Linked DNA regions of Mus musculus: regions 2, 3, 4 and 5 are each linked to region 1. Evidence: chromatin contacts called from public ChIA-PET and promoter capture Hi-C data. All regions are on one chromosome and are shown on one strand. The core of a region is the stretch at or near the end of the contact, and the rest is flanking DNA. Distances in the headings are between cores, read along the strand shown. Region 1 holds the start of Ywhab (tyrosine 3-monooxygenase/tryptophan 5-monooxygenase activation protein, beta polypeptide). Region 2 holds the start of Pigt (phosphatidylinositol glycan anchor biosynthesis, class T). Region 3 holds the start of Sdc4 (syndecan 4). Region 4 overlaps Matn4 (matrilin 4). Region 5 holds the start of Serinc3 (serine incorporator 3).

What was found. Promoter capture Hi-C pulls out the DNA fragments that hold promoters and counts their contacts. ChIA-PET counts read pairs in DNA pulled down with a chosen protein or histone mark.
Region 2: a promoter capture Hi-C map of pre-B cells shows a contact between it and region 1, with 4 times the contacts expected there. The contact joins the promoter of Pigt here to the promoter of Ywhab in region 1. A contact is called at or near these places in 5 of 39 promoter capture datasets (cranial neural crest, hippocampal neurons, liver and 2 more).
Region 3: a promoter capture Hi-C map of pre-B cells shows a contact between it and region 1, with 4 times the contacts expected there. The contact joins the promoter of Sdc4 here to the promoter of Ywhab in region 1. A contact is called at or near these places in 10 of 39 promoter capture datasets (the 3T3-L1 cell line, 3T3-L1-derived adipocytes, the C10 cell line and 6 more), 1 of 484 Hi-C or Micro-C datasets (the G1E-ER4 cell line), 2 of 115 datasets of contacts at active chromatin or transcription factors (bone marrow-derived macrophages and embryonic stem cells) and 1 of 9 other capture datasets (adipose tissue).
Region 4: a contact with region 1 is called in a promoter capture Hi-C map of neural stem cells. The contact joins the enhancer-like site here to the promoter of Ywhab in region 1. A contact is called at or near these places in 6 of 39 promoter capture datasets (the C10 cell line, cranial neural crest, hippocampal neurons and 2 more), 1 of 15 datasets of contacts at CTCF or cohesin (large pre-B cells), 1 of 484 Hi-C or Micro-C datasets (pre-B cells) and 3 of 115 datasets of contacts at active chromatin or transcription factors (embryonic stem cells, large pre-B cells and stem cell-derived neural progenitor cells).
Region 5: a contact with region 1 is called in an RNA polymerase II ChIA-PET map of effector CD8 T cells, with 37 read pairs. The contact joins the promoter of Serinc3 here to the promoter of Ywhab in region 1. A contact is called at or near these places in 5 of 39 promoter capture datasets (the C10 cell line, cranial neural crest, hippocampal neurons and 2 more), 3 of 484 Hi-C or Micro-C datasets (CD4 T cells and embryonic stem cells), 3 of 115 datasets of contacts at active chromatin or transcription factors (effector CD8 T cells, embryonic stem cells and memory CD8 T cells) and 3 of 9 other capture datasets (adipose tissue, liver and pancreatic islet).

Annotation. Positions count from the first base shown.
Region 1 is chr2:163,992,550-163,997,897 of GRCm38.p6, forward strand. Ywhab (tyrosine 3-monooxygenase/tryptophan 5-monooxygenase activation protein, beta polypeptide) reads left to right here and starts at 2,648. Exons shown (of 6, transcript NM_018753.6): 1 at 2,648-2,816.
Region 2 is chr2:164,495,311-164,500,658 of GRCm38.p6, forward strand. It overlaps Pigt (phosphatidylinositol glycan anchor biosynthesis, class T), which reads left to right and starts at 2,215. Exons shown (of 12, transcript NM_133779.2): 1 at 2,215-2,447; 2 at 2,556-2,733; 3 at 4,485-4,612; 4 at 4,881-4,981; 5 at 5,122-5,208. The coding sequence starts at 2,249.
Region 3 is chr2:164,439,839-164,445,186 of GRCm38.p6, forward strand. Sdc4 (syndecan 4) reads right to left here and starts at 3,350. Exons shown (of 5, transcript NM_011521.2): 1 at 3,252-3,350. The coding sequence starts at 3,326.
Region 4 is chr2:164,387,217-164,392,564 of GRCm38.p6, forward strand. Matn4 (matrilin 4) reads right to left here. Exons shown (of 11, transcript NM_013592.4): 10 at 2,577-2,684; 11 at 2,177-2,498. The coding sequence ends at 2,440. Among named protein-coding and RNA genes, the nearest start is that of Rbpjl, 13 kb to the right of the region's middle. Within about 2 kb of position 2,070, at least 176 of the 459 cell types and tissues checked have an H3K27ac peak or open chromatin away from gene starts, as enhancers often do. A contact at or near this core is called in hippocampal neurons and neural stem cells, where this site is marked.
Region 5 is chr2:163,642,254-163,647,601 of GRCm38.p6, forward strand. Serinc3 (serine incorporator 3) reads right to left here and starts at 2,890. Exons shown (of 10, transcript NM_012032.4): 1 at 2,745-2,890. The coding sequence starts at 2,783. 0610039K10Rik (RIKEN cDNA 0610039K10 gene) reads left to right here and starts at 2,597. Exons shown (of 1, transcript NR_028113.1): 1 at 2,597-3,547.

The sequences.
Region 1 (5,348 bases), core at 1,398-3,897:
GGCTAGTCCTTTACCCACCCTGTGCTATTTAGTTTTTGTCAATTTGACACACACTAGAGTCACCTAGAAGAGGAGACCTCAACTGAAGGATCACCTGCATCAGATTATCTCTGGGCATGTCTGTGGGCCATATTCTTGACTAATGATTGATGTGGAAGGGCCCAGTCCACTGTGGGCAGTGCCACCCCTAGGCAAGCGGTCCATTGCTGAGCAAGCTATGGGAAGGAGATCGATAAGCAGTGTTCCTCCATGGTGTCTACTTCAGTTCCTCCCTCCAGGTTCCCGCCTTAGCTTTCTTTAGTGATGGTCTATACTGTGGAAATAGAAGACCAATAAACCCTTTCCTCCCCAAGTTGTTTCTATTTCAGCAACAGAGAAGCAAACTGGAATATACCTTTGAACCCATCAGTTGATTGTTGTGGCTTGCTGACCCCTGGCCTAGAATGCAGAGATGGTGAAAGGATTTAATCCATGCAACCCTATAGCAGGCACTAGGGGAGGCCTGACAAAGAGCAATTCTGTTGACTCCATGTACCGATGATGGAACTTGTGGCGTAATCATTAGAAGCCTCTAACCCATTAGGCTTCTGTCTAGATGGAGGCAAAAGACTGTCCTGTCATATTAGAGCTACTGCACTCTGAACAGACTCTGGATTTGTAACTGGTCTTTGGTCTACCAAAAACAAATCCCCATGAGGTTCTTGTGGTATTAAGAAACCCATCCAGTGTTCTAGTTCAGTGGTTTTGATTAAAATCCGATATAAAATCCATGATATATATATCCGCTCCAAGCTTCCGAATATATATATATATATTACACAATGCACCCTTTTTTAATGTTTATTTATTTATTATATGTAAGTACACTGTAGCTGTCTTCAGACACACCAGAAGAGGGCATCAGATTTCATTATGGATGGTTATGAGCCACCATGTGGTTGCTGGTATTTGAACTCTGGACCTTCGGAAAAGCAGTCAGCCCTCTTAACCACTGAGCCATCTCGCCAGCCCTACACAATGCACTCTTAATCTCATTCAAGTTAAAAGTTGTTGTACTTGGTTCAGGACTGATGTGGTCTGCATCTAAAGAACAAATGTCTGTACAAAAGACTTGAAAATGACCTTTATACCCTAGAAAGTCTGTGTATACACACCCAATCTGAAGTAGACAGCCACTCCATAGTCCCAGCTACCATATAGAAATGTAGACAGCAGTTTTCTGTCCATAGAAATCTGATTTGTATGGTTCTGAGTTCTATAAGAAAGCAGGCTGAGCAAGGCAGCATCTCTCCTCCATGGCCTCTGCATCCGTTCCTACCTCCAGGTTCCTGCCCTGTTTGAGTTCTTGTCCTGACTTCTTTGGTAATGAATAATTTGGCCGTGTAAGTCAAATAAACCCTTTCCTCCCCAGCATCACAGCAATAGAAACCCTAGCTAAGACAGCAGCTAACTCAAAGTGTTTATTCATTCTGGAACAGTACATTGGGAGGATGGGGAGTTATATAAATGAACTGGGGTGCTGATAATGGGTAAGGACAGAGCTCTGATTGTCTCGCCCAGGGAACTATTAAGTCGGAGCCATCAGCGATGGGTTTCAAAGCAGCGGACACAGAATGACATTGAAAAGATCATTTGGTACTTGATGGGGGCAGGGCTGGAGAGTCAAGCGGTGAATTTGAAGTCTGTCATTAAGCTAAGTGAGGGTAAAAGGAGAAATGACAAAGGCCTATTACTTTGTTCTTTCTCTAAAAACTGTAAGCTTCAAGACGCAAGTCTTGCTGTACTCCCCAGCACTCTGAAAATTGCCACACGGAATTTGTGGGAAATGAACGAAGGCGTGGTGGTGGAGGTATTTTGAAGGGCTAGACTTAAGGGTCAACAGGCTTGAGTGAAGTAGTAATAAAATTTAGGTAACACTGAAAGCCGTTTGGGGATCCCAGGGTTCTGTCTCTGACGATTTCCCTTTGAAGGATACTTGGGGACCAGGGAATCTCAACGAAGAACTGATGTACACTGGTTTTTTTGTTTTGTTTTTCTGTTTTTATTAAGACCTTGGAAATGTTCTGTTCCTGGTACTTCATGAAGCGTCCTTGGTCTAGGAAAAGAACAGTAAGTACCTTTTAGGACTGAAAGGTGAACTAACTGAAAATGGAGGGCTGTCTGTTCTCCTTTAGTTACAAGCATTCCCTTAACGCACAGCTAAAAGCACTGCTAGGCTCTCCGACCCCGTGAGAATTATTTTCAGGGTTGGGTAGGAACAGACGATCCTAGGCTCAACCAAGACCGCTCCAAGCTTCCGAACCCTGCCCTCCCGGAGCCCGCCCTGTTCTCACACATCCCAGCCCTGGGGCGGCCACCTCGGCCCCGCCCTCTCTTCTTCCTCCTTTTCCTGCTCCCCCGCCCCACTTCCTTTCCCTGCGTCCGCCCCCTCCTCGCTCCCACCCAGGCTCTGCGTCCTCCCACGACCGCTCCCTCTTGGTCCTCCCTGACATCCCCTCCTCCTGGCTATCACCGCCCTTTTCAGGAGGACGGAGCAACCCCGTGCCTCATTCACCCAATGAGGAATCGACTCAGGGTGGGGCGGGACTTGGGCTAGAGCGGAAGTGGTGGCCAGAGCGGAAGTGCAGCTGCCGCCGCCGCCACCGCCGCCGCCGATTCCGGAGCCGGGTAGCCGCCGCCGCCACCGCCGCCACTGCCCCTACGGTCGCTGCCACCGCCGCTGCCGCCAGCCCCGCCTGAGGAGTGAGCCCGGGAAGGACGCAGTCGCTGCCCTCTGATCTTCCCGGAAGCGCCTTTGCTCCCTCCAGTCCTCCGCGGTGAGTGCGGCGTGGCTCCCAGGGGCCCCAGCCCAAAGCCCCTTGTCGGGCTGCGGCCAGGCTCACTGTCGCCGCCAGGCTTACTGCCGCCCCTCCCCGCTTCCGGCCAGGCCTGCGCCTCCGCGGGAAGCCCGGGCTTCTCTCTCGGCGCGCCGTACGGGGTGCGGCCAGGCCTGCGCGGCTGGGGACCGCTGGGCCGCAGGCTCCCCCCCTCCGGCACCATCTCTGCTCGGCGCCGCCCCTGCCTGCTCCCTTCGGGCCCCGAGCCATCCTTCTGGGCCTGTCAACCTCTCTCATTCTTTGTGGCTTTCAAAAATTGAAATGTTAGTCGAAGGCGGGCGAGTTCCCGAGCCGCGACGCCCCTGCCGCACTCCCCTGGATGAGTAAGGGTTTAACCTTGGCGACAGCTGGGGCGAATCCCTCTCCCACTTTGCAGTAAAGCTGTTTCATCATCGCTGGTGTGGGAAACCCAGCTGGACCCGAGATTCCCTGACAGCAGGGTTGAGGTTTGAATTAAGAAATGGATTTATCTGAACCTTTCACTGACTCAAACCGGATTCCCAATGGGGTGGGGGAAGATCAGGCTGAGAATTGAGTCTTTTCTCTTGATATTTGTCGTCTTTTACTGCCAGAATCTCGTGTGTCCATGCCCCAAATTCATCCATACACTTTTTTGTGGCATATATATATATATATGTGTGTGTGTGTGTGTGTGTGTATATGTTATATATTGTTTGAAATTTGTCTAGTAACCTCAGTGTTTGAGGAAGGAGTAGGCAAGATGTGGACCCTTTTTTGCAAGATGAGCGCATCTGGGTCTGTTGCAAATGGAGAACATGCGTGCATCGAGGATTCCAAAGGTGGCAGCGTTGGTGAGAATTTGCCAACCTCTGTAAAAATGCATGGCTCATGTCCTTGCCTTCAGTACATTTTCTCTGGTGAGACTAGATAGCACTGGACTCTTGATTTTACTTGCCTGGTGTGGGAGGTGGAATCTGGCAAGATGTTACAAATCTCTAAAATCCCGGGAGCCGGTGCAGAAAGGTGTAGCGCTTAAGAGAATATGAAAATTACATTTCTCACTGTATCTCAGGTGTTCCTGTGAAACCATACAGACACACAGTTTATGGGACTGAACACGTGCTTACTCAGCATCTCACATCTAGCTGCTGGAAATTTATACGAATATTACTGGGATCTTGGTGGATTTCTCTTGACTGCCTCCAGTGCAATCCATTTCTTTGGGTTGCCCGAGTCTTTTTAAAATTTTTTTATTTTATTTTAAGATCTATGTCCTTAGCATTATATAGCCGGCAGATACTGGTTTGTTTGTTTGTTTGTTTTGTTTGTTTGTTTGTTTTTTTCATCCCCACCCAAGTTAGAATTTTAAGCATGACCTTAGAAATGAAAGGCTGGAAATTCAGTACTAAATGCTAAATTATTTTCTTAGCCTCTGCCTTCTAACTATAAGAAACCATTCACCCATCTTACAGATGAAGTCTTTATAAGAAATGAGGTGATTTGGCCTAAACCTCACACCTACTTACAGACTGAATATTCTCTTTCATCGGTGGCAAGTATTTGTGGACTGTCAGCCCCTGGAGTATGGCTCCTACCCTGTTATCTTCCATTTCCCATCATGCAGTGCTTGGGTTATATTGAAGCCATTTTAGAGCTGGAGCTGTCTGGATCAGGGAGGCAGCCTGTGTGGAAACCAGGCCGAGCACACTCCCTTGATGCTCGGTCCCTAGGCAGAGTCCCCAGAGATTTGGGCTGCTGCAAAAAGTGCATTTTCCCCATTTGGCTGTGGATCCAAAAACAGCTCTGGTTAGGTGACTTTGATTCAGTTCTTCCCTCGATTGTTTTCTGGCTGTGATCTTCCTTCAGGAGTTAATTCATCTCAGCTTCTGAGCCTCCCTGTCTCACCGTTGTCTGAGACCTTCTGTAAACTGTGTTAAGTACAAGCTTTTGGTTTTGTTGTATTTAAATCCCTGACTTCAGTGTTTTCTTTCTCCCTTTCTGATAAGGTGCAGTCTTATTTTTTACACTTGCTATGACAGATGATATGAATGTTCCATGGAGAATATCTAGTAACTCTCATCTGGACTCAACAAATGACAACTGTTTCCCTCTTCCCACCTCTTTTGTTGTGTAGCCCAGCCTAGGCTCAGACTCACTGCCCCAGTCTTCTCCCTTCTGCCTCTTGGATGCTGAACTTACAGGTGTGCACCTCCGTGCTGGGCTAGTAATACAGCTTTTGATGTGTGCTGGCAGAAAATGGAATTAAACTTCTGGGATACAGATATTCTTAATACAAATAAGGTTAATAAACAAATTGAACACGAATGGATATACCCCTGTGTGACGTTTAAGTATATGTATGTATTGTGGAATGCTTAAATAGCCTATCTCAGACTTGGTCTTTTTTTATGGTGAAAATAAAGTCGATTCTTCTAGCCAGCTAAGAAATACAGAACAATGTTATGTATAATCAGGGTGAAGTGCATAGCACGACTGAACTGGCAGCTCCTT
Region 2 (5,348 bases), core at 965-3,464, 500 kb after region 1:
CAGTCGGTGTTCTTAACTGCTGAGCCATCTCACCAGCCCTGAAAGTAGTTTTTAAAAATTTCTTTTATTTGTATATGTATGTCCATAGGACCCTAAGGGCATAAGAGATCCTAGAACTGGAGTGGTAGGCAATTGTGGGGCACCCAGCGTGGGTGCTGGGAACAGTACTGAAGTCCTCTGTAAGAGCTGCAAGTGCTTCCAACCACTGAACCATCTCTCCAGCCCTCTGAAAATAGGTTTTTACAGATGCGGAAAGAAACTCTCAGGTTGCTCATAGTTGTACATATTAAAGGCCAGTGTGGAGACCCGAATCCTTACCTGACATCTAATCTCTCCCTTATTCCTGTATGTCTAATATAATCAGAAACACTGGATTTGGGGGAATGAAGTCATCTTTTCAACAATTCATTTCTTGTTAGAATCTTTCTTGGTAGACCACGCTAATTACAAAGTTTGGGCTCTTCCTAGAAAGACAGCTGTGCTTTACCAAGAGCCTGTCCACAAACTCACTCATGAATGTGCTTCCTGGAGGGTAAGTGGGAAAGCCAAATCAGCCTAATATGGAAACAGCTACAGCTCAATAATAAAGTTTTTTTTAAAAGATGTACAGAAGATATATAGCAGAATGTTCATAAGAAACAATAAGTGAATGGATAATGAACATTAACAGTACTCAACACCATTATTAAGGAAATGCAAATTAGCCCTACAGTGATATCCTGTGCATCACTGCGTCCCAGACCTAACACCAGATTTTAACCAGGATGCAGTACAACCAGAGCTCTTGATGTTTGAGCTTTTAATTTGTCCGTTTGTTTTGAGATAGAGTCTCACTACAGTGTTGGCTGTTCCAGAACTCACTATGTAGAACAGGCTGGCCTTAAACTCTCCTGTTTTTAATAGAAAAATGACAGACTTTGGAGAAAGGTCTGACAGTTGCTTGCACTTCCTCTTTGCTGCAGCCATCCTACTCCTAAATATTCTCCCAAGGGACATGATAACCTAAGTGTGCAAAGCCACTTGTACAGACTATAATCATCCTTGCCTACTATAACCAAAACTACCAAGCACTCCTTTGCCCATGGAGTGTCTCCAGTGGAGAAACTGGCTTACCCACACAATGTTAGCACTGCACAGCAGTAAATAACCTTATACACATGAGAACACGAGGCCAATCAGCACTGTTTCCCTAGAGATGAGGAAAGGATGTAGAGCCAACTCCCATGAAGCTATGGTTTCTGTCTCTAAACCACAATGTGGTTTCAAAATCATTCCTTTCAGGAAAGAACACACAAAACCTCATACTATGCTGTCATTTACATTTAGTCCTAGAACAGATTAATCTATTACAAGAACACTGGTTGCCTCTACAATGTGTTCTGGAGATAGATGTTGACAGGAAAGAGGCATTAGACCATTTTCTGGGACCTTAGGTGGGACTTTAAGTTTAGGGCTTCCCTCCCAATACACATTGCTATGTCGAGTATGAACCCAAGGTCTCATGCCTACTAGGCACTCTGCCACTGAGTTAGTTTCATCCCCAGCCCCAGTTCTTAGGAACATTCTATATCTCCGTAAGATTTGGAGTTACAATATTTTATTAATTAAAACCCAGGTAATTTTATGAGAAAATTTTGAACGAAACTAAATTTTGACAATGCAGAATACCCATGTGTGAAATTTACTCCGTGATGGAATCAATGCTATAATAGATGAGTGGGCTTGTTGGTGTGTACCCATAGCAACATGTTAATGGTGGAATTAATTTACATGGTTGGAGGAACATGTTTAATAGCTGCTAATTCTTTCAATTTTGCCATACACTCTTATTTATTTTATTATATTCTTTTATTAAGACCACAGGGAGGGGGTAGGACAGCTCTGCCCTCACCGTTGCGGGCTAGGTTTTGAGCCAAGTAAATAGAGTCACTGGACGGTTCTACCTCACGCCTGTAATAGCAGCACTTGGTACCGGGATGGCCACACTGCATATCGAGCACTTCCTAGCTGGTGAAAGCACCTATAGGTGCGCGGGCCCTCAAGCCAGCTCTCTTCCTCCGCCACACGCCCACACCCCTTCAGGCCAGGTCGGCAAAATCCACGATCTGTTGACGGACCTCCGTGTCCCTCCGGTAACCTCGGAGTGGTTTCCGGGACGGCGCCGGAAGTCCTCTCTCATCCGGCTTCCTATTGGATGACCGCCTTTGGTGGGCGCGGGCGATGCTGGGAGGCGGAAGCGGCCGCAGGTATGGCGGCTGCCATGCCGCTCGGTTTGCCGTTGCGGTTACTGGTGCTGTTGCTGGTGGGACGGGGCTGCTGTGGCTGCGCGGAGGGCCCACGCGACAGCCTGCGAGAAGAGCTCGTTATCACTCCACTGCCTTCCGGCGACGTGGCCGCCACATTCCAGTTCCGCACGCGTTGGGATTCGGATCTGCAGCGGGAAGGAGGTGAGTTCAGGACCCCAGGAAAATGTCTGCAGCACCTTGCTCAGTTCCTAAAGAGAGCTACTCAGGGGTGGGGCTTGGGTCGCCGCTCACCTGCCTTGCTTTCTTCAGTGTCCCATTACAGGCTCTTCCCTAAAGCCCTGGGACAGCTGATCTCCAAGTACTCCCTGCGGGAGCTCCACCTGTCGTTCACGCAAGGCTTTTGGAGGACGCGATACTGGGGGCCACCCTTCCTGCAGGCTCCGTCAGGTGCAGAGCTCTGGGTCTGGTTCCAAGACACTGTCACCGAGTGAGTTCCTAACTTGACACCTGTCACAGGCCATGGAGGGGGTGTGGCAGGCAAAGTGTTGTCATCTTGTCATTGGCCTTGGGATCTGCTACTCCAGTAGGTAGCGGTCACACCAAGTTAAAACTGATTTTGGAAGTAAGGATTAATATTACAGGGCTGGAGCGATGCCCCAGTCAGTAAAATGCTTGCTACTCAAGCTTGACGACCTGAGTTTCATTTTCCAGAACCTACATTAAAAGTCGGGTTGCTGCTGCCGGCTTCTAGGCCCATAACTGAGGAGGTGGAGACAGGAGGAACAGGACTGCTGGAAGCCAGTATGCCTGAATCAGTGACTTCCAAGATCAGTGACAGAAGTACCCCCCTACACACACACACACACACACACACACAAACAAAGTACAGAGGGAATAAAAGAGACATTGGTTGCTGATTTCTGGCCCTCACAGCTATTTGCATCAGTATGCATGCACATACAACATGAAGAAATTACATTATTATTGAGTGAACATCGTCTCCTGAAAACTTCCAAGTCTGAGGTACTACATGCATTTCTCGAGGCAAAGAGTAGGTGGTTGGTTCCTATTATTGGGATATAAGGTCACAGATAATTGGCAGACTAGGTGTGTTGTTTTTGTTTTTAAGACATTTGTTTGTATTAAAAAAAAACAAACAATACCCATGCCTAACAAAACATTTGTGGGATAGCAGTGGGCTACAGGATGGTCTTTGTGAAATAAAGCAAGAGTTTCACTTTAAAGCATAATCAAGTTTCTAGCTGTTGTCTGTGAACTACAGAAAATCGCCCAGTAGCTGCTGTGATCTTCCTAGAGTAGAATTTTTTCCATGCAGAGATTGCAAACTTATCTCAGCATAGGCCACAAAATACCGATGACAGAGGGAGTTAAAGCATTGGTGAAACCCTGGAGTGAGAATTTAAGGGTGTCTCATTTGCCTCTTAACTACCCTGCAACATCAGTAATGCAGACATTACCAGGTTTAGAGCCCTGATAGGGAGGGTTAGGGTTAAGAGTCTGTGTGACGATCTGAAATAGTCACCACTCAGTTCCTATGGATTGTAACCTTATGACAGTTCTGACTGTCACTTTCAAGAGAGATCAGACTTTTGCATGAGGAAGGACATGTAAATATCAACAAGTAGTTTTAAAGTTTTTGGAAAGCTGTGTAGGTTGGTATTATGCACAGCAGATGTAGCAGGTGCTTAGGGCGATGAGCTGCTGCCACCTAGCCATCGCCTAGAAGGGGCTTAAGTGGGGTCTTGGACTCTCAGAAGCACAACACTACAGACCGTGCTTGAGGTGAGCAGAAAAGGCTCCTTGGGTAAGACCAGATAAGACCTCTCTGGATAAGACCAGAGCAGGACTTTGAAGGCGACAGAACCATGAGCAGAGTGTTCCCAGGCAAGATGGACACTTGAACAAAGACCTGCAGGGCTGCTGAGATGCCCAGAGAGGGCGCTAAGGAGGTAAGGCGAGGCAGGGGCATCCCTGAGCATCATCTGGCTTGTCTCATGGTTGAGATGCAGCTTCACTCTACCATAGACTTGGCAGTCAGCTGTGGCTGTATTAAGGAGGCCACACAGGATTTGGGGTTCCGAGGCTGTAACCCCAGGCCAGTGAGTAGGTTTGTCTCTGTCTAGTGTGGATCTGTAACCACAGGCCAGTGAGTAGGTTTGTCTCTGTCTAGTGTGGATCTGTAACCACAGGCCAGTGAGTAGGTTTGTCTCTGTCTAGTGTGGATAAGTCCTGGAGGGAGCTCAGCAATGTCCTCTCGGGGATCTTCTGTGCATCCCTCAACTTCATCGACGCCACCAATACCGTCACTCCCACCGCCTCCTTCAAACCTCTGGGACTGGCCAATGGTGAGATAGCCCCGGGCCTTTCCTCCTTGTACCCTCCATGTTCGCATCCTTCCCCTTGGGCTCCTCTTCCACAGCGGGGCTAGATGCTAAATGTGGTGGGTGTACAGGTCCCAGGTAGCTTCCTAAGACTGCTGTCTCTGCATTGCTTCCTCCCTGGAGTCCCACCTGGAGGGGGGACCACTTGGCGGTAGTACTAGAGTGGTCCAGCAGTGGGTGGATGAGGTCACCTACATCTCGGAGGGACAGGACCCAGCTCTGTCTCCCTCAGACACTGACGACTACTTCCTGCGCTACGCTGTGCTGCCTCGGGAGGTTGTCTGCACTGAGAACCTCACGCCATGGAAGAAGCTCTTGCCCTGCAGTTCCAAGGTGAGTGAGGACGGGTGGGGGGATTGGAGAGGGCAGATGTGTCCCTCACAGCCTGGCAGCCAGGGTATAGTTAAGGGAATCTGTGCCCTCATGTCAAGTGGGGTACTGACCAGCCCCGTGTCTCTTCCTGTCTCCTCCAGGCCGGTCTCTCAGTGCTATTGAAAGCAGACCGCTTGTTCCACACCAGTTACCACTCCCAGGCAGTGCACATCCGGCCTATCTGCAGAGTAAGTCATGGGGAGTAAGGATGGGTGTTATCCTTGGCTCAGAGAGGCAGCAAGTTAATGTGCCTGACTCCGGGGCTGAGTAGCGAGTGGCTGGAGTGCTACTCTGGATGCGGGTATTGGCTCTGCACCAGGGTAATTGA
Region 3 (5,348 bases), core at 2,100-4,599, 450 kb after region 1:
GGGGGGTGGGGAGGTCTCTCCCTTTGCAGAGTTAGATGATGTGATTTCATTTCCTGGAGAGAAGGCCTCAGATGTCACACTCCTTTTTGAATAATTAGTGCTTAATTACTAATCAAGTATCAGAGGGCTGAAGAAGTGGCTCAGGGAGAGGACCTGGGTTCAATTCTCAGCACCCTCTTAGCATCTTACAACTCTCTGCAGCTCCAGCTCCAGGGGAACTGACATCGTCTCCTGGCCTCCTTGGGCCCAGGATATAGACATGGTACGCAGACATAGATTCATTCAGAATACACATACGGTAGTAAAGCAACGATAAGGAATGAGATGGCGGGGTGTCTCTTCTTGAAACCTCCTAGCTCCATCGTGATTTTGGAGAAGACCGTTCCGAGTTATAGGTCTCTCCCAACCCCACTGTGCTCTCCAAATTGTGGTCCAAATACTTCCCCAGATGTGCAGTTCCTCTATGGGCTCCCAAGAAGTCCCAAGAGGTCTCACCAGCCACTCATAGGCCCTAGAACCTCCTTGGGAACTCAGCCCCCACTTCCTGGCTACCAAGGAGAGGGTTCTCAAGTAGACTAGAAACGTCTTTAAGTTGAAGTACACCAGGTGGGTGGGAGATACTTCCTCGGAGCTGCCTGGGATTGGTGCCAAGTCAGTGGGCTGTGCCCCTGGGCAGCAACACCTTGGCCCACACCCCTCACCTCCCCCCCCCAACCACCATCCCAAAAACAAGGCTGCCTTTAATTGGCCAGGGTGGGAGGGGCAGAAGGCAGATCAGGGAATGCTCCCAGCTGGACAGGAAGAACAGGTTTAAGATGGCAAACCCGCCAAGCAGAGGAGAGGGCAGCGGGCGTTTAGCATGGGCTGCCTTTCCCAAATCTGGGTTTGGACTAAACCGAAAATTTGGAGAAAGTCCCTCGTAGCGTGAAGGTGGCAAGACTACTCTGTAGAGAGTAGATGGCCTGCTTGTATACTCAGTATTAAAAGATGGTATCATTTAATCTTTCAATATACTTTTCTGGAAAAGAGAATACAAGAACGTAACCACGTGTGCTGGGTTTTGGTGGTGGCGGCGGTGGTGTGATGGTGGTGTTTTGGTTTTTGTTTTTTGTGAGGGCCTAATTACTCAGTTATCAGAATGTGCTCAATAAATCAAAACAGCTGTTAGCTAAATCCTCTCCCCAGGCTTCATTTTCTGTCTCTGTCTCTGTCTTTCTCTCTCATTCCAAGGGAGAAAGAAAGGCAGACAGTATCACTTGCTTTTCCAGCCCAAGAGACATTTGGTCCGATTTTTCTGACCACAATCTAAGGGGGAAGCCCTGTGACCCAATTAGAGGCAAGATGCTCCTGACATTAGGCAGGGAGGAGGGAGAACTGAGGTCAGGACCAGAGATTGAGACCGAGGCCTCCGGAAGCAGCTGCTTTAGGCTGGCTTCTCCCCCTTGCTAGATCAGGTCACCCAAAGCAGGCCTGGCAAAACCTACCCCCCACAAACCACATCCTTCTGACTGTATCTGGGGGACACTGCGGTCTACTCCTCCCCCAAAGCACCTGCTGGCTTAGCAGCCCGAGGGGAGCGCAATGGCATGTGACTGGCCACATGGTGACCTCAGCCATCTCCTAGGTCCTTTTTCCTCACACTGCTCGGCCAGCATTCCTTCAGATGTCCACAAGGAAGGACTCGACTTCAGAATAGCCTTCAGCCGCTCATTTAAGGTTAATGCAACAGGAAGGCACGCTGGGCTCGCTCAGTCACCACCTTTCTGCAAAGATGCCTTCCCTTTAGTGGAAAGCCATTCCCTCATATTCTCGTTCATTCCACTCACAATACACCTTGAGGCTCTCCAATCCCAAGCATCAATAGATGTTAGACCAGTCTGGAATTATGGGAAAACGGGACCTAACAGCAGCCACAGGGACGAGAAGATAAAAGCAGGCATTTCCAAGTCTGTCTTAACTTCTGCCTGACTCAGCTGGTTGGTAGCTGTGTGACCTTCAGCAGGTTACTTAACCTCTGCCTGAGGACTAGTTTAAGAATGGTAAACAGGGAGGTTTTCTGAAATTAAACACGCTCGATTCCAAAGCCACCAGGAAGCCATCAGAGCAGAAACCAGCATGCAATGGGTTCCGTACCTAACTGCAATTGTGCTAGAGAGTGCATACACTCTCATCTCGAGCCTCCTGAACATAATCAACTATTCCCTAAATAAGCCCAGAGAAAAGGTGGCTTTCAAAAGAACATTAATGATTAAACTCCAGAGTCTCACTCCCCCTAAAACTTAGACTAACGGTACAAATGGCCCGTGCTCATGGGTCAGACCACCCTCTCCCAGGAACTGTCATGCCCTGTAAATTCCCTTGCCTCCTAAACGCCTGCTAGGACTGAGCTGATCCGGCCCTAGATCCTTGTTGACTCTGATCCTGAAAAGGAAAGGTTTCTTTAGGTTCCCTGGGATCTTTTCTCCTCTAGATCCTTCTCCGCACTCAGGTGGGTGCCTCAATTTCCCCGTGTGCGGTTTCAACCAAAACACTTCCCACAAAACAGTTGAAGCTCAATCTCTAGCCTGGAGCTGATCGGAAAGTTATCCTTTAAGTCCGCTCTGGAAAAATAAGGAACCCTACTTTTTGGACAGCCTAAAGCAGGAAGGGTCACCTCATGATATGTTCTGTAGATAGGTCAGGTGACCTTAGAAGGAGGTGATCTTGCCCCTTAAGTCAGTCGTACCAAGACTGTGGCCAGAACGAAGGCCAGGATTCAGTCTTCTCCATTCCCCAGGGTTTGTGAAACGGGGTCCTCCGCACAGCCCTAAAGTGTTCCAGCTCCCGAATACAAGCTGCCCACCCCGTCCCCAGACCATCTCAGATTCGAGCCTCCTGCTATGGACACCCAGAGGGCCACTCCGCGCGCAGCGCCAGCACTGGGATCACAAAGTAGGGGTGAGGGTGTGGGAGGAGAAAAGTTGACACCAACTTAGTCACGTCCCACCCGGGAGCCCAGAGGCCAGGCTGAGTCCAGAGCTCAGAGCAACAGGCTAGGGGTGCACGGCGCGTGGAAGAGTCTCCGGCAGCCTTCTCGAGACCCAAGAGCAAAGTTTCCTCACAAAGTTTTCCCTGTCTCGGCGTCCAGAGGGGGTTGGGGGGAGGGAGCACAGTTCGCGATGCACCCTACTCCCTCCGGATCCCGGGATTTGAGGGGACAAAGAAGGCACCCCCCAATTCTCCCCCCTCCAAGACATCCTTCAAATACATACCGACTCTCCGGGGACCAAGGGGAAGCCTCCGAGGAGCAGCAGCAGCAGCGGCGCAAGCAGGCAGGCAGGCGCCATGGCTTCAACAGCGCAAACCAGTGGCCCGGAGCGGGCGCGCAGCCCTTCTTATAGGCAGCAGCCCTGCCCCGCCCCCAGTGCTCGCCCGCACCGCCCGGAATTCCCCCGGGAAAGCTTAGGCCTGCGGGGTGCTGCGCTGGGCAAGCTGGAAACCACTGGGGTGGGACCCAACCCGCCCGGGGACCCGCCCACAGCGTGCCTGCCGGCTCCAAACTGACCTCAATCTGTAGCTCCAGGAGCTGCAGCCCATGATAGTTAACCGATCTACTGCGAGGCAGTCTGCCTAAAATCCGAGGATCACTGCTTAGCCCCCAATTTATAGCTGGGGAAACTGAGGCCCATAAACGGGGTAGGATTGACTAGGGGTCTGCTGTTTTTACCAGTCTTCAAAGCGGATGCGCTCCGCTTTGTCAGGGAGTATTCCCCAAGTGGCGCTTGAATTCGGATAGTTTTTGATTAGCAACTCTGAACCGACAACGACGAAATGGTTCAAGTTTTTCCAGGCCTGCTGTCGAAATTATTCCAACCCCAGGGCGCCAGCGCAGAAGCAGCTGGAAAGACAAAGGAACGAGCCTGCCTGTGCACTAAACAGTGTGATTTATCAACTGAAGTGTGAATTGTGTGTAATACTCACGTGTCACGAAATAGTCTTACTCTTTTGACTTGTCCTCTCAATTGACTCTCTTATTTCTCAAGGCGGCTTCTACACCGGATCCAAGAATGTTGCTTCTAACACCATCCTAACAAAGTAGGTAATGGTAAGATTCTTTAGTCCCACCCTCAGCACAGATACTGATGGAATCAATAATCGAAAAACTGAAGGACACACACACACACACACACGTGATAGGGAAGGGCTGTCATCCTGGCATTTGAGATACTGAGGCAAGGGGACAGTCGGAGTTTAAAATGAGCCAGCTGGTGTCAGTGTGAAACCCTGTCTTTAAAAAAGTAGGGGGAGGGGCATGCTAGAACCATCAATCAAAACTTTTGATCTTTGACATACCGATACATTGTTCTAAGGGTACATTTGTGCATACATAATGTGGTTTTGGAATTAGGGCATTTTGGCCTGTCTTAGGATATTCTGAATTCACATACTTTCCAAGGTAAATATGACCCCTCGCCCCTGTTCCTCTTTGAATTGCCTAAACTAACCCTAACTCACTATGTCCCAGCTCAGCACTACCTCCTCCATAAGAATACAGGCAGGGCATACTCTGTCCTGTTCTATTCCTTGGCTTTCCTTATTCTAGCCCTTAATTATTTTCTGAGAATTAAAGTCTCTTGTGGCAGAGAGCTTTGAGAGAAAAACAGTTTTCCAATACTGACCGTGGGTTTATCTTGCCCCAGACTTAACGGTGAGCAATTGTTCTCAATTATTTGAATATACTTCCCTAAAAGTTGGGCACTGAGAAAATAAATGAATCACTCTAACTAGAATAAGAAACTCTTTCTCATAAGCCGGGTGTGGTGACATGTGCCAGTAGATTTCTGAATTCAAGACCAGCCTGGTCTACACAATGAGTCAGGGCTATGTAGAGAGACCCTGTCTCAAAGGAAGGAGGATGACAAGGAGAAATCCTTTCTTATTAGGCATGGTTTTATAGGAGAGGCAGCCAGATCTCTGAGGCTGAGGACAACTTGTTCTATAGTTCAGGTTCCAGGCCAACCAGAGCTATGCAATAAGAGAGAACCTGTCTCAAAAGTAAAGAAATAAGTAAATAAATAATAGAAAGAAAACGTTTCGCAATTCAAATGGTTTCCAGTCTTTCCATGGATTTGGCTAAGTTGGCCCAGGATGGCCTTAAACTCATCCCACCCTACCTCAGTGTCCCAAGTAGCTGGTAAACAAGCCTAGGCCAGGCCAGGTTGGTGTAAACAATCTCAAGAACATAAATAATGAAGATATAGCTTATGTTTTATATTGATGGCTAACATTATGTTGGTGGATAACATTTTGTTGATGGCTGACCTTATGTTATTTCAAAGTTTAAATATTGTTGTGCTTAAGAGAACTAT
Region 4 (5,348 bases), core at 820-3,319, 390 kb after region 1:
AAAGATGGATGCTCTAGCTTCCACCAGCCCTCACAGTTCCCCAACAGGAAGTGCCCTATTGCAGTCCCGCATCCACGCAAGTCTTCTATCTGGCCCCTCTGCTTACTCACGGTGTGCTCTCAGACAAGAACCTGTGGCCCCTAGGAAGGACTCTCCTTAACTTTAAACTTGAGGGATTGGGCAAGGTGAGCTCTCATGCCAGCCACTACCCTGGCCTGCTTACTTTATCTGATCATGATATCTAAGTAAGGTCCTGATCATCTCAGCTCCTGTTCCCAGCCGCTCCTGACCCACATGACCAATCACAGAAAGTATTGCCATATCATTTAAGGTTTTGCTCAAAGCTCCCCACCCCCCCCTTTTTTTCTTGCCTGCACTATCCTTCATCAGACATTCCCCTTTTCTATACAGTTGCACACAGGTGGACCTCACTCCCTATCCAGCCTTAGCAGTACAGACATCAGCCAGCCTAGCCTCGGCCCTGTTCCGCTCAACAACTTCCATGCCTGAATCATGGGAACCTATGAATAAATCTATGACTCTACATGACAAAGGAGATTTCTGGGAGTTTTTCTGAAGTAGAAGCATGTCTGTGATTGTCAAAGTCATAACAATATAATCACAGAGAAAGAGAGAATCACACAGAGAGAGAGGTGTTAAGATCAGAGGGCAGTGAGACCATGAGCCAAGGGACTTGGGAGGCCTCTAGAAGCTACAAAGGAAAGCAGATTTCTCCAGAAAGAATGCAACCCTGCCAACCCATCTTGGACTTCTGACTCCGGGAACTGTGAGACAGGGAACTGATTTTGCCTTCGAAGCTCTCGTTTGTTACAGCAGCAATCAGAAATATAGCATGTCAGTCCAGCCTCTGACTAGACGTGCCGTTTTGGGAAACTACATGACTCCATTTCCTCTTGTCTAAAATGGAAATGATGAAGGCAATAATTATCTTTAGCATTTATTTTTACATTATTAGGACCATTTTCATCATCGTGGTTATTCCTTGATTCACAAGCAACTGCCCTCCACTCCCCTCTCTCCTCCGGCCCTTCTGGAATGTGGCTTTAGAGAACACGAGGCTCAGGTCAGTCATACCCTTCCCCTCCCTCTAAGGTATCCAGCCTTCTGTCACCTGGTATCGAGTCCAGGCCCCTCCCTTTCACCCTGTTCTGACCACGCCCCGTTTCTGACCATTCTGATGAAGTAGGAACAGGTGGCAGGTGGAAGTCAGAGAGCATCCTACAGGAGGAGTTCTCTCTTTTACCATGAGGACCCTGATGTTTGAAAGCAGATTGTAAATCTTAATGTGTAAATGTGCTTGCCAGCTGAGCCATCTTGCCTTCTAAGATCCTAATTATCTCACGAGGTTGTCTGGATAAAAAACGGATACAATGGCAATATTAGGAAATCGCTTCAAACCAGGTCCAAGACATATTTCTATAAGAATAATTGCTAACTATCATTAACAAAGGACCTAAAATACATGTCGGGCACAAAGTCAGGTACCTTAGCATACATTCCTCTAGCCACAGTCCTGCTTGTACCAGTTAACCCTTGTCTCAGCTTTAACAATGGCAAAACAAACCCGGGGGAATTTACCTGACGCCCATTCTGGAACCCAACGTATTTTAAGCTTTAGTTTGCCATGTGTACCCGGGAAGTTCGTGTTCCTTGCTGGTAGAGAGGGTTGTGTGCATGCAGCTCAGCTTTGCTTCTTGAAGGAGTGGCAGAAGAGAGCCACAGGCTCAGGGATGCCACCAAGTGTCAGAGGCAGATGATACAATCCAGGTGGAGCACATCCCGCATCCCCCACTCTTTCTGGTCAGGGGCTCAACAGAGTTTCTCACATCCCCAGCCAGGTCCCAAGCGGCCTTTGAGCCACATTTTTTGGCTCCAGAAGACAGGAACAGCAAGAAAACGACGTGCTAGAAGATGGGGGACTCAGACTTCCTCGGACCCAAAGGTTCTCGGGGCATCCCCTCCCTCCCCACGTCCTACATAACGGGCCATCTGTTCTGGGGCTGAATAAACAAGAGACGGGAAGCAGCGGCCCCCTGCCCCCCAGCCCCAGTACTGCACAATGCGCCTTTCTCCAAGAGGACGCCACCCGGGCGCCTATGAGCACGCTCGTCTGAACTCCCCTCCCTCTGCCAGCATAGCAATAGCCACAAACCGACCCCGTGAAAACCAAATTTTTTTTTTTTTTTTTTAGAAAAGGAAAACAAAAAAAGAAATCCAACAAAGCTCGCGGCGAGTGTAGCAGTCCTTCCCCACCAGCACCTCCCCATCCCCTCATCCCCATCCCCTAAATCTGGCTCCTGGTCCAGGTGAGGCCAGCTCGAAGGCAGCGCGTGGGGCCCGCCAGCGCCCCCTCCTGGACGGTCCAGGCTGCGGGGCTCGGCCTCGGTCTCGCGTGGCTGCTCAGACAGCGTGCGACCCTCACTTTCGGCTAGCCAGCTGGTTCTCCAGCTCCTCCAGGCGCTCTGTCAGCCGAGCCAGTGAGCGGTTAAGGAAGATGTGGTCTCAGAGATCCCTTCACCCGCCCTGCAACCCGCACCTCCAGCCCCAAAGGATATGGTTCTGCGTCAGGCTCTCGAGCGCCCCCAGCGTGCGGCCCTGGAACTCCACGAGGCTTTCGCATTCGCAGGGACTCCGAAGCTCTGTCCCCGCGCCAATGCCCTCCTCTGCAAGGAGAGAGCCAAGAGTCAAAGGAATGAGGAACCAAAAGGGAGCCCACCAGGCTGTGGCTTCGACCTTCTGATACACCTCTACCGAGTCGATGGTGTACATGCAGGCTTTGGATTTAGACCTAGCCTGAGTCCCAGCCAAATAGCACAGAAGTCCTGGGGGAAACTCAACCCCTCAAGTCTCAATTCCCCCGCATCCGTAAAATGGATATAATGAAAGAAGCTACCCACTAGTGGTTATGAGATTAGACGATTTGCGTATGTGGACCCACTTGCAAGAGAAATTCTCCAACCCTTATGCTTGCTGGGATTACCACAGAGCTTGCTAGAATCCAGATTTCGACTCAGAGTAAAAATCTGCACTTTCACTAAGCTCCTGAAACACATTAATTCTGAAGTCCATGGGTTTCACTTTGATTAGAAAAAGTCTAGATGGATGAGCTGGTCCAAATGAGACCACGACAAACAATGGACATGTTCTCTATCTGTCTGTCCTGGCCGATTCAATACCCAAAAGCCACCTGGAGCTTAAGACACTTGAAATGTGGCGGGTACAACTGAAGAACTCAGTTTTTATTCTGTGTTATTGTGACCAATTGTAATTCATCATACACACGTAGCGACTGAATACCGTACTGGCACAATATCTAGAGCAATGCCAGGCACAAGTCAACCCTGTACTGTGTATTTCTAGTAAACCAGCATTCCGTGGACAAGCAGTATTAGCATAACCTAGGAATATGTCATAATGGCAAATTATCAAACCCTATCCCAGACCTAGTGAGTCAGGATGAAGTGCAACAATATGCGATTCCACTGATTCTGATGAAATTAATGTTTAAATTATAGGTCCAAGTCAGGCGTGGTGGTACATGCCTTTGGTCCCAGCGCTCAAGAGGCATAGGCAGAAGGAAGGATCTCTGTGAGTTTGAGGCCAGTCTGATCTACAGAGTGAGTTCCAGGAGGACAGCCAAAGCTACACAGAGAAACCCCGTCTCAAACGCAAAAACAAAAAATTATGGATCCAAGTTTATCTCCACACACACACTTCAACATCTAAGAGTAGAGTAGAGATAAACTTGGTTGTCTATGTTTCCTTAACAGTACAGAAAATGGTGGGGAATATTACGGAGATAGCATCACTGCTGGTCCACGCCATTTTCTATTTTAATGTTTTATTATGTATGTGTATGATACATGTGTGAGGGCAGACCACAGCATTCATGTCAACATCAGAGAACATCTATTGTGAGTCAACTCTCTCCTCACACCTTTTTGAGGCAGCGTCTCTCTTTAGTTTTTGCCTCTCTTTGTATCCAGGCAAGCTTTCAGGTGCTTCCGTCTGCACCACCCATCTCCCTGCAGGGATGCTGGGTACAGATGTGAGCCATCGCATCGGGCTTTTTGGTAATGTGTTCCAGGATCGAACTCAGGTCGCCGGGTTTGCATGGCAGCTGCTTTTACACGCTGTGCCATCTCACCAGCTCTTGTTTTTTAATATTGCAGGCACTAAAATAGCAGCAAGATTCTTAGCCTCAGCCTCCATAGGGAGATTCTACTATCAGTCAAACCCTCATCCTTGTGTCATTTTATTGATGGCCTCGTTAACACTCCCAAATGTTCACCTCTGACTTTAGAGCTGTAGAACCGAGGGTTACAGAAAGATGAGGATCTGCCTGGGCCTGAATGGTCAGCCAGTGAAGAGCTTTAGCAGAGCGTTCCAACTTGCCTCCGAAATCTAAAGCTGGCAGTAACTTTGGGCATCTTTCCTCATACAGAAGAGGGTAAGGTAGGGCCGGGGTTAAGTGAGTTATCCAGGGTCCATTGTAAATAAGTCGGGACGGGAAGGGCCCTTAAGCCTGATGTGTCCAAAACACCTTAGTTAATTGTTAGAGTTGGTGGCAGGGCAGGGAGCACATTTAACTACAGATTCTCTGCCCTGGACACAGCCCTGCTCACCTACCTCTATCAGCAGTAGACAGTGGAAGAAGAGTCACGCCTTAGACATGTGTTAGAATCTAAAGACCCCATAGTCAAAATCAAGCCCCCCACCAAGAAACTTTGCCCCCTATAAGGCCCAGCTGTTCCCCGCGGGCATGTCTGGATCCTTCCCCTCCCCCCCACCCCCAGCTGGAGACCAGATACATTACAATGATGGCATTTATGGTCTATGTCCCCAGAAAGCACAAGCCACTGTAAAAAAATAAAAATAAAAAATAAAAATAAAAAAACAACCCTGTCCTGTCACTTTGCCAAATCTATAAAGTTGAATCTCCACAAGCTGGAAGCTTATAGTCGGTTACGCTTGTAAATGCTAAATTTGACTTGCTTTTTTAAAAGTTTTCTCTTGACCTGGAGAGATGGCTGAGTGGTTAAGAGCACTGCCTGCTCTTCCAGAGGACCCAGGTTCAATGTCCAGCACTCACACGGCGACTCACAAACCATCTGTAGTCTCACAGGAACTGCCCCCCACTTCTGGCCTCCACATGAACCAGGCCCGTACGTACATGCAGGCAAAAGGTGTGCAATTTTTTAAAATGCAATTTTAAACATATTTTTAATAATACAGTTTTCTCAAGTTATTCCAGACACTACTAATTTGAGTGAAAAAAAAATCCCAACGCCTTGTTGACTCTGAGGTGCACACAAAGCACGTAAGGG
Region 5 (5,348 bases), core at 1,640-4,139, 350 kb before region 1:
CCTAACCAATATACCTATTTATTTCTCTGTGCCACAAATACCTTTTAGAGGAGGCTGTACTTTATACCTCTACATAGAAATCAGTAACTATTATGTAATCTACCTGTTACTATATGCTTTATCTTCTCTCTATTTCATAAATGAAGAACTCAGGCCAGAAATCTAGCCTCAAAGTCTCCCTCATCTGACTTAAAGAAGCAACTCCTAGAAAATACGGCCACAGAGCCCCATTTAAAGGGAAGTTTTAAAGGTAGGGTAAGTATTTCTCATGCCAATGCAACACAACAACACATATCTACCCCACTGACTTTTTCAAAAGACAAAAGTCCTTATCCTCATGCTAAAATCCTCCTTTGCCTCTTCTTCTTTCCCTCCTAAATCAGACATACAAGCAGCAATGAAAGACCCCACCATAAGGCTTAGCAAGTTAGCTACAGTAACGCCATTTTGCAAGGCATGGAAAAGTACTAGAGCTGAGACCTCAAAAGTTACAAGGAAGTTCAGTTAAAGTTTAAGGCTAAATAACAACGGGACAGGGGCCAAACAGGATATCTATGGTCAAGCACCTGGGCCCCGGCTCAGGGCCAAGAACAGATGGTACCCAGATAGAGCGGAACCAGCAACAGTTTCGAGACTGCCCCACCAGCCAAGAACAGATGGTACCCAGATAGAGCGGAACCAGCAACAGTTTCGAGACTGCCCCACATCAGTTTCAAGGTTCCCCAAATGGCCGGGACTTTCCCCTAGCCTTATTTGAACTAACCAATCAGCTCGCTTCTCGCTTCTGTACCCGCGCTTTTTGCTCCCCAGCCCTATAAAAGGAGTAAAAACTCCACACTCGGCGCGCCAGTCCTCCGATAGACTGAGTCGCCCGGGTACCCGTGTTACCAATAAAGCCTCTTGTTGTTTGCATCCGAATCGTGGTCTCGCTGTTCCTTGGGAGGGTCTCCTCAGATTGATCGACTACCCGTCTCGGGGGGTCTTTCAGCAAGACCTAATCACCTGAGTTACTCATCACCAAAACTCAGTCTTCCACAGATACACTCTTTTCAGGAAAAAAAAAAAAAAAAAAAAAGCCAGGAAAGTGGCATACTTCTGTAACCGCAGCACTCAGGAGGCTGAGGCAGAAGGATCTGCAGTTCTAGACAGGCTGAGCTAACAGAGTGAAATCCTGCCCCCACCCCCACCCCGCCGCCCCAAGTAATAATAATGTGAAGCATTTTACTAAGACATGCCAGTAGTGGGGACTCACATCTGTAGTTTCGGCACTAGGCTGAGGTAGGAGGATTGCTAAAAGTTCAAGGCCAACCTGGGCTACAACGTAAAACCATATTTCAAAAAAAGTAAAGGCCAAACTTCTTTGCCAGGAGTAACACCTTCCTACAATCCCAATAAGGAGAACTGTGAATGAAAGGCCAGCATGGGATACTCAGGGAGATCTGGTGACCTATCTCAATAAGGCAAAAATTAAACACGTACAAAAGTCCTTTGAAATCTTTAATCCAGACTGGACTGGAGGTGTAGCTGGAGGAGCTCTCAGAGATAAGCTTTGGACAAACAAGGTCCTGGGTGCAATCTTAAACACCCAGAATGACCAAAGAGATTGCCTAAAAAATAAAGGCATACAGTGGGTATCTGCATGATTTGGCTCCCTGATATTCTGTCCCCCTTTTTTGGCGTGGGATGGGAGATGGGGGTGGATAGTGGCAATTGGAGACTAAACCCACAGCCTCTAAAAACCTACCCATAAACTGTAATTTGCACCTCCCTGTTTTGAGACAGGGTCTCAAAACAAATAACAAATGATCTGCCATGGCCCTCCACAGCCTTTAATTTCGTACTCTTCTCTCATTCCACTCTGGTATCCTAACCCCCTACTGGGTAAAAACTGAATTAACAATATATGCAAGGAGTTTCTAGATATGAACACCTGGATAGGATATTTTCAAATTATGGTTTTAAACCAGGAGGAGAAAAATATACAAGATATCTTCGACATTACTTCTGCCCTGAGACATGCCATTGACATGAGCAGAGCCTGAGTCCTTGGTTCATTACATCAGCTCGGGAAGGAGAAAACAATTAGGCACTGTGGTTCAAGCTACCAAGTTCCTCTGAGGCAGATTTGTTAGATTATTCCTTAGGTTAAAGAGATCCTAAAATTAACTTCTAAAAACGTTTTACCATTGACAAGGGGAATCGGACTAATTTCTTTACTTTATCCTCACAACAGTTCTGGAGGAGAGGAATGCTAGGGTGTTTAATTCGAAAATATTTAGGCCGCGGGGCTTCTAATTAAACGCCTTTTGCTCGCGACCTGCAGCAGGGCTGACTTAAAAGCCCCGCTCCCAACCCCACTCAGTAGCGCTGGCATATGCCGAACTATGAAGAAAAATGACTACAGTGGCCCTAAATTCCCTGACGCCATCCTCTAGCCACTCAGGAACCCGCGCCGTGGAACCTCGGCGTCGCCTGGCCGCGGGAACCCTGGGTCCGGAAGGCTGGCGGGGGCGGGGCGTCGAAATTGTAAACAATGGCGGTCCGGCCTCCCGCGACCCTCCGCCCACAGCGAGAGCCAGCCGAGCCGCCGCACCCCGACTCCGGGACGACGGCTACCGGGCCTGGACCCTGGGCCTGCCCGCTCCTCTCTGTTAGCCTCAGAGAGTGGAGGGTCCGCCTCGGGCGGCCCGACACCCACCCCCTGCGCGCCTCAGGCCCCGGACGGCCGAGGCCTCGGGACTCACCCAGCTGGCGAGGGAGAAGACGCCGAGGACGGCCCCCATGGTGACGCCGGGGCCGAGACCGACCGCTCCGAGCGGATCCTAACTGCTGACTGAGGCGTCGCCTCAGAAACGCGACGGATCCTCAAGCCGGAAACAGGGCCCGCCCTTCGCAGGACGCCCAGTTTACGTCATTGGGTGGCCCCGCCCACGGAGGGGGAGAAGGCGGAGCCTAAGACTGCTGGGGTGGCAGAGGACGTAGAGGGTTCGTGGCATACAACTCCGGGCTCGCTTGGGGCGCTGGTGGTCAGAGGCAACATAAAGGTGCAGAAAGACAGCATGTTCCCTACGAACTGCACTTATCCTCGGAAGAAGCTACATCCGAATTAAATAAAGATCCTACAGACTGTTAAGTCGTGGCTGGGCAGTACTTTGTGATTATTGAGAGATGGAATGTTGGCAAACTCAGAGGCAAACAGGCTATGTTGGGCCATTCAATAATCAGTTAGCATCTGTAATCCCAGAACTAAAGAGGATGAGGCTGGAGGATCAGGAGTTCAAAACTATCCTGTGCTACATAGAGTTTCAGACGAACAAAAAAGCCACTCTTCTTACCCCACACCCTACCGGAAACTTCTCCAGCCTTGTCTCCCCTTCCCCTTTCCCCCTTCCTCTTTTCCCCTGCCCCCCTTTCCCCCTGCCCCCTCCCTCCGCGGGGGTCAGTCTGCTGGCCAGGTTCAGCTCACTACTTTCCCTGTCCTAGACTCTTCCCGATGCCTCTGGCTGTACTCGTTCTCATATCTATAATAAAAATTTTCTCCTCAGCCATACCTTGGAGCAGTCATGTCCTCATTTTGTTGGGAACAAGCAAAAGAAACTTATGCTAAGTACTACCGTTTTCGTTTTCTAAATTCAAGGTCTCAGGCCCTGGGGGAGCTGGGGACTTTACCAACAGCTCAGCAACCTCGGTTGAAAACAATTGTCTGAGTCCAGATATTTCAGGGACAACTTCCCCTCCTTGAAGGCCGGGCCAAACAAGGTCCTGCTCCGAATGCCTACCCCACTTGTCCAAATGTTTTCTTGTCTGTTAACCAGTAAAGAATATAGAAACTACTGTTATCTGAGCCAACATGCATAAGTTATAAAAACCTATAACCATTGCCTGTTATGCACTAATTGACTACATGCAGCTCGCCCACTCCTCTGTTCCCTTATCATTCTAAAATTCCGGGCCAGAGTCCAGAAGACTTGACTCCAAGAGCTGAATTAATGACCTTGAAGCCAGGTGCCCAGGATACAGCCCAGTCTCCAATAGGTACCCATAATATCAAAATACAATTAGATAATACTGAGGCTCCCCACTACCCCCTGCTTTGGGTTCCCATCCCTTAAAAATGTACAGATCCCAGCCAGGCGGTGGTGGTGCACGCCTTTAATCCCAGCACTTGGGAGGCAGGGGCAGGAGGATTTCTGAGTTTGAGGCCAGCCTGGTCTACAGAGTGAGTTCCAGGACAGCCAGGGCTACACTGAGAAACCCTGTCTCGAAAAACCAAAAAAAAAAAAAAAAAAAAAAAAAAAAAAAAAAAAAGTACAGATCCCAAACTGGCCGGCTCCCTGCATGCTTAGAAAATAAAGCTTTCAGTTTTAAGCTTATCTCTGGAAATGAGTTTTCTTTTTTCTGGCTTCCACCCAGAAACCAACAATTTCACTCAATAAGTAATATGAGATGGTATATACAGGAGGATTTTTTTTTCAGTAGAAGTTTATTCAAGGGCTGAGGATTGTAGTTCAATTGGTAGAGTGCTTGTCTAGTATTTGAACTCCACCTCTACGTAAGCCAGGCCTGGTGACCAATATACACCTTGTACTTGGCCTGAAGCGGTCGGAGGATAAGAAGGTCAAGGTTGGGCTGGGCTTGGTGGTATACACCTAGGATCCTTGTGCTTGGCCTATAGAGGGAGTGGCCAAGCCATCTCTGTCAACAGGGTCTCTAGGGAGGGATCAAGGATTGAAGAAACAGAGGATGAGACAGCAACACTATAACATGACTCCAGTCACTATAACATGAAAAAAAAAAAACCCCAGGTTTGATTTTTTTCCCATCTGCTTATTTATTTATTTATTTATTTATCTATCTATCTACACTCCAGATTTTATTCCCCCTCCCCACCCTCAACTGTTCCACATCCCATACCTCCTCCCTACCTCCCTGTCTCCAAGAGGCTGTCCCCACCCTCTACCCTACCTGACCTCTAAACTCCCTGGGGGCCTCCAGTCTCTTGAGGGTTAGGTGCTATCATCTGTAATTGAACACAAACCCCGGGGGTCCTCTGCTGTATGTGTGTTGGGGGATTCATATCAGCCGGGTGTGTGCTACTTGTTGTTTGGTGGTCCAGTGTTTGAGAGATCTTGGGGGGTCCAGATTAATTGAGACTGCTGGTCCTCCTACAGGGTAGTGCTCCTCCTCAGCTTCGTTCAGCCTTCCCTAATTCAACCACAGGGGTCAGAAGCTTCTGTCCATCGGTTGGATGAAAAGATCTGCATCTGACTCTTTCAGCTGCTTGTTGGGTCTTCTGGAGTGTGGTCATGCTAGCTCCCTTTTTGTGAGCGCTCCATAGCCTCAGTAAT